2 separate regions of the Mus musculus genome follow, and region 1 is linked to region 2. A link is a contact called in public promoter capture Hi-C data. All regions are on one chromosome and are shown on one strand. Each heading gives the region's core, a stretch centred on a gene start, on an enhancer-like site or on the middle of the called end of the contact. The rest is flanking DNA. Distances are from core to core; before and after follow the strand shown. Region 1 holds the start of Adat1 (adenosine deaminase, tRNA-specific 1). Region 2 holds the start of Ddx19b (DEAD box helicase 19b).

Region 1 (3,326 bases), core at 473-2,972, 960 kb before region 2:
TTTGGCATGGGACCCTAGCAGGTTCTGTGTCCTTGTCTGGATGCGTACTTCTAGATTTTGTAACATCAGGCAACAGCAAAAGTAGGATAGTGGGGAGAAAAATCCATAGTGCCCTGTTATTGAAAGGCGGGGTCTTACTACATAGTCTGGTTGTCCTGGAACTTAACCATATGGAGACCAGGCTGGCCTTGAAGTCGGGTCGCAGAGGTCTGCCTGCCCCCGCCTCCTGAGTTCCACTGAGCCCGGCTCCTGGTGCTTCTGAACCTCGGCAGATGCTCTGCTCTTCTCAGGAAGTGCTTCTCTTTCCTCTTCTCTAGGAAGTACTTCTGTTTCCTGCCATGAAGCCAGAGGACAAGAAGGAAACTGCAGCGACCACTGAAACCCCAGAGAGCACAGAGGCCAGCCCCTCTGTCTAGAAGGCACATGCAACTATGGTGTCTGCATCTCAGCAGATCTGGTCTGAGGGAGCGATTCCTGTGTGGCGCCGTCCATCTGGCCACTGCAGTCCAACCTCCACAAGAGAGAAGAACTAAAGAAGTTCTTTTTATTCCTCGTTACCAAATAAATCATTTCTCTCTTTACCCATGCAGTGTTACTTTTTCTCCCCCGGGCTGCTGGTCTGATGAGTGGTCTAATTAGAGCTCTGTCATTGTATTCTTTTTAAGATTTATTTTTATTATCAATTGTGTGTGTGTGTGTGTGTGTGTGTGTGTGCATTTAGAGTGCAGGTGCCCTGAGGCCAGAGATGTTGGGTCCCTTAGAGCCAGAGTTACAGGCACTGTAAGCTGCCCAGCACGGAGGCTGAAAAACGAAGGTCAGCCCCATGGGAGCAGGGTGTGCTCTTAACTCCTAAGCCAACTTCTCGGCCCCACCTGCAGTCAGAATCTCTAATAAATGTATATTAATGTCTGTCTATTCAGTATGAGCCATTGTGCTGAAATACTGGAAACAACCAGAGAACAAAAGTCAAGTCACTTCTTCCATAAAAATCCCTTTTATTTTCTTTAGGGCTTGAGTGCAGAGTTGAGGGAGAACCAGACCAGATCCAGTGCAGGTTCCTTTTGGCTGGAGGCAGACTTAGACTGCAGTACAGGAGACATGGCTCAGTGCTGCAAGGGATTGATGCTCTTACAGAGGACCAGGCTTCAGTACCCAGCACCCGTGTGTCAGGCAGCTTGCAACCGTGATCCAGTTCCCAATACCCTTTTCTAGCTGCCTTGGGCATTTGCATGCACATATGTGCACAAATTGACAATTGATACAGGCACACGCACATAAATCTTTTAAAATATATACATGCATATATGTCCATAAGACTGTATTTGAAGAGCCGGGCAGTGGTGGCTCATGCCTTTAATCCCAGCACTCCGGAGGCAGAGGCAGGTGGATTTCTGAGTTCGAGGCCAGCCTGGTCTACAGAGTAAGTTCCAGGACAGCCAGGGCTACACAGAGAAACCCTGTCTCGAAAAAAAAAAAAAAAAAAAAAGAAACGATTTGAAGAATAACAATGGGTTATGAGAGAAATGAGTGAGGGCCAGGTCATCCAAGCCCATGACTGAGGTGAGAAACTGTCAGAGGATCTGCTTATAGTTCTGTTCAAAATTTTGATGAGATGCGAGCTAAGTCGGTCTTTGCTGCGGAGGCGGCTTCCTCCCCTTTGCACCGTTCCCACAGACTACAAAGACCAGCGTGCTTTGCGGGCAGAGCTTGACCGGAGCGGCCCTCTAGGGCGTCACTTCCGCTGCGCAACCTGGTTAAACGAGCGTGGCGGTAGAGGGGCATCGCGTGGAGGTTGCGGCGCGTGGATAATAGGGTGTGAGGGACTCCGGATCGGCGTCTCGGGGTTAGCTCTACACAGTTGGCCGAGGGGAGGGCGGTGGGGGGAGACTGTGAGGACCTGTGTCCACTGCTCCCACGGGGAGGGGTCTCAGCCCTGCTAGGCTCTCCAGCCCTGCGGTAGGAAGGGTGGGAAAAGAAGTGTTTGTTTGTTTTTTCAACCTTTGCACTGTTATTTTTAGCCAAAGCAATACCTGTTGTGAGCTGCTTCGTATGAAGGAGCCCTGGGGTTGTAGAGATGAATTACAGCGGACCCAAAATATCGAAACGTTCGACAACTGCGTGAATGACGTGATGTAGTTTGGACCGCTTCGTCCCCTTGTTTTGTAGTTCTAATGTGTACCTCGAATTTAATGGCAGATGGCTACCTTCATAAAATAAACTTCTGTGATGCCTATCAGGAACTAACAGGATTCTGGGATTCCTTCTAGAAATACAAGACTTCTCTGCGTTAGACTTGAAAGTTACAATCTCTGTCAGCCCCTGCCAGAATAGTCATTACCATTTACTGCAAAATGTGCCTGCATTTTGCAGAAGTCTTAGAAATACCTTGCCAAAACATCGCATCAGAGCTCAGAAAAAAAACAAACTAACAAAAAAAACAATTCTGTTGTTTATTCTACAAATGCTCTGCCATCTCTAGCCATCGCGTGAGCTCATCTACGGAGCTTTTTATATAATCGACTGAAGTCGAGCTATATCCAGTGAGCGCTAACAGCCAAGAGTGAGAGAATTTCTTCTGCCAACTGTAGGCCTCTTTCAGATCTGATCTGCATAATGTTCTGTTAGGTTGTATGGAAGTGGCTTGGTGTGCCCGTTACATTGCTTCTCTTCTGCCACCAATACAAATTTCCCAGATCACCAAATGTTGTATCTTCTGAATGCTAATCACAGTATATAGACATTTGCCTTTTTAAGTATTTATAAGAGATGTTAAATACTAGCTAGGTGGCACGTGCCTTTAATCCTAGCACAAAGGAGGCAGAGGCAGGTGATCTCTGTGCGTTCCAGGGCACCCAGGTCTACAGAGCAAGTCCTAGGACAGCCAGGACTGTTACACAGAAAAGCCCTGTCTAGAAAAAAAAATGTTAAATACTATTAGTCATGTTTTAACAGATGTGAAAACTAATTACCCAGGAATCACACAGTTCATCTGTATTAAAACTGAGATTGAAACCTAGAAAGTATAACTCCATGCCCACACCCTTAAACACAGCTGCTGTGAGAGCTTTCAGTGAGAGACTTTGGAAATTTGCTGGAGTGAGGTAGATTAGAAACGGAGGAAAAGAACATTTGTCTCAAAAGAAACCTTGTAAGGTGCTAACATGCCCAAAGCAAGCTGAAATCTGAGAGGACAGTGTAAAACATAGAATGGCCACATTCATTAACTTATCATTTGTGTTGATCTTGAAGAAATAGCTTGTCTTCTGGGCTTCACTCTTTTTTTGTTGTTTTTTGTTTTGTTTTGTTTGTTGAGACAGGGTTTCTCT
Region 2 (3,082 bases), core at 414-2,913:
GATAAAATGAAATTGCAGATGGTAGTGATGGTTCATGCTTGCAATCCCAGCATTTTGTCGGCTGAGGCAGGCAGGTCACTGTGAGTTAGATAAACCCCTCATAAACAGTCCCTGTTAGTTGAGTTTCTGATAACTTTAATACTGTATACACACCTATGTGAGTTTGGTTTGTTTTTGTGGATCAAGTGGAACCTATTCTACTGTATTGCATCTTGTGTAACTTAATGTTTCACTTCAATAAAATCTATTTGAAATTTTATTTATAATCTTCTATAGTCCTGAAAAATACAAAATAACTTAATTGTTTTTTAGCTGCTTTTCCTTGGGGTTTCTTCTAACTTGAAATATGATCATGGCCTCCTAGCTGGCTCCTGCCTCCACCCCACCCTTACCTATCCAACATTTCTTGAGGTTAATTTATTATCATGGGGTATTAGTAAAATGTTTTTATAGTTCCAGGAAGATGCTCAGTTTCTTTCTATGGAATACACAGGATAAAGACCTATTTAATCCTGGTTAGGGGGAAGCAGGTAGTTCCTTCTGCCTTTATTTTACTATTCTAAAACTAGAGCTATTTCCTTTTTAAAATTTCCAAAATTAGGCAGGGCGTGGTGGCACACACCTTTAATCCCAGCACTTGGGAGGCAGAGGCAGGTGGATTTCTGAGTTCGAGGCCAGTCTGGTCTACAAAGTGAGTTCCAGGACAGCCAAGGCTATACAGAGAAACCCTGTCTCAAAAAACCAAAAAAAAAAAAGTTCGGAAAAAAAATTCCCAAAATGAAGGCTGTGAAGGCTGGAGAGATGGAGCAGAGATTAAGAGCATTTGTTGCTCTTGCATAGTACCTGGGTTCCATTCCAGGTAGCCACATTGTAACCATCTGTAACTCCACTTCCAGGGTATCCAACACTTTCTTCTGACTAGGTACCAAGCACACATGTGGTGCACATAGACATGCAAGCAAAGCACTCATACACATAAAATTAAATGACTAAATCTTTAAAGTATTCATCCAAAAGTAATTAAATAAAATGCCAACGACACAACCTTTACATAGGAGAGGAGAGATGGCCATCTGAAGAAAGCATAGATAACGCCAGAGGTCATGTATTTTGTTATTAAACTGCTTTTACCATTTCCTTCAGGAACTGAATTGATTTGATTGAGCAAACCGCTTGCTCTTTCTGGTCTCTGATACTCTACCAAGAATTTTCCTTGGCATCTTCCTTTGGTGTTCAAAACTCAATTTGGGGCATATCATTGAGCACCTGTTTGTTTCACGGGACTGATTGTCAATGCTTAGACATCTTATTAAATTGAAAAGAACAGATACTATTTTGACCTTAGCTAAGAGTCTGGTAAGGCACGTTTACACAGAGGCATTTTAAATATCCTGAAAAGGTAAAACACTTGCTTATGTATTCTGGCTGTAATAGTTATACCAGGGCCATCTATGCCACCATGCTGATTGAAAATGTGACTTTCCGCCTTCGGTCCAAGAGCATTTAATGCTGGCTACCTCAGTTGGGTTGTAGGACGATCTGCAGCGAAGGGTGATGGGTGGGAACCCGAAGAGGACAGTAGTGGCGCTGGATCCCCGGACCTTAGGGGCGCGGAGCTGACGCTGACTCTGACGACACCGTGGCGCGCCGTTTCCGGTCTGAGCTTTAGTGAATGATTTCCCTCGGGGCGGTGCTGGACTTCTCTGCCACCCACCTGAGTCCGCGGTCGCACCGCCCAAGCGGGCAAGCCTGCCAGCGCTGCCCCGGCACCGCGGGCCATGGCTACGGATTCTTGGGCCCTAGCAGTAGACGAACAGGAAGCCGCAGCTGAGTCTGTGAGTTGTCACCAACCGCTGGAGGACCAGGGGCCAGTGCCAGTCAGGATATCTGCCCCTTAGAAGGACAGATCTTAGGTTGCTTGGAACTGGGTGGAGGACCCTGGCGGCATGGGCCCCGAAACCAGAGCTGGCTTTGATTACCCAAGCCCTTCCACCTTGTGTAAACTCAAGTTGGATGCTTGGTTGCCCATAGTGCTCAGCCACCTGCCTGTCTTCCTGGAATCAGGGCTGATATTCGATTGCACTCACAAACTCGGATGGTAATCTGTAGCTTGGGCTTTGAGTTTCCTGGGCTCAGGGAGGTTGTCTTACTCATATTTATTTGTATGACTCCTCCAACTTGGTTACCTCTAGCTTGGTTATTGGTAGTGAATGACTGGTGGGGCCTATCAGTAAATCTTTTGGTTGGCTTAACTGGTTTTCTGAACCTGATACATAGTAGCAAGATTAGAGTTAAATATGGAATTATATATGTCTTGAATTTTCCAAGAATTAGGACCTTGTTCTTTTTTTTTTTTTTAACTTTGAAAAAATAAAGGTTTGAACCTGTCACTGTGATGTGGCACCTCTCATCCTATCTCTTTTTTTTTTAATATTTATTTATTTATTATATGTAAGTACACTGTAGCTGTCTTCAGACACACCAGAAGAGGGAGTCAGATCTTGTTACGGATGGTTGTGAGCCACCATGTGGTTGCTGGGATTTGAACTCTGGACCTTCGGAAGAGCAGTCAGGTGCTCTTACCCACTGAGCCATCTCACCAGCCCTCATCCTATCTCTTGGAGACTTAAGACAGGAGGGCTGACTCAAGTAAGAGGCCAACCTGGGCTGCATAGTGATCTTGCTGGAAAAAAAATATATGTATATATATATATATGTATATATATATACACACACACATATACATACACACACACATATATATCAAATACAATAAAGAATTAACTATCCATTTTGGCTCAAAGCCTTTATTATATATAGGGTTTTAAAAAAAGATTTATTTTATGTATATAAGTACACTGTGGCTGTACAGATGGTTGTGAGCCTTCATGTGGTTGTTGGGAATTGTTGGCCCCGCTCATTCAGGCCCAAAGATTTATTTTTTATTATACATAAGTACCGCTGTAGCTGTCTTTAGAAGCACCAGAAGAGGGTGTCAGATCTCATTACAGGTGATTGTGAGCCACCATGTGGTTACTGGGATTTGAACTCTGGACAGAAGAGCAGTCAGTGCTCTTACCCG

Evidence for each region. Capture Hi-C pulls out chosen DNA fragments and counts their contacts.
Region 1: a promoter capture Hi-C map of liver shows a contact between it and region 2. The contact joins the promoter of Adat1 here to the promoter of Ddx19b in region 2. A contact is called at or near these places in 3 of 39 promoter capture datasets (liver, neutrophils and pre-B cells), 1 of 484 Hi-C or Micro-C datasets (CD8 T cells) and 1 of 9 other capture datasets (liver).

The regions. Positions count from the first base shown.
Region 1 is chr8:111,990,698-111,994,023 of GRCm38.p6, reverse strand. It overlaps Adat1 (adenosine deaminase, tRNA-specific 1), which reads left to right and starts at 1,722. Exons shown (of 10, transcript NM_013925.5): 1 at 1,722-1,843. It overlaps Kars (lysyl-tRNA synthetase), which reads left to right. Exons shown (of 14, transcript NM_053092.3): 14 at 318-585. The coding sequence ends at 416.
Region 2 is chr8:111,026,351-111,029,432 of GRCm38.p6, reverse strand. Ddx19b (DEAD box helicase 19b) reads left to right here and starts at 1,663. Exons shown (of 12, transcript NM_172284.5): 1 at 1,663-1,835. The coding sequence starts at 1,779. It also overlaps a transcript of Aars not described here.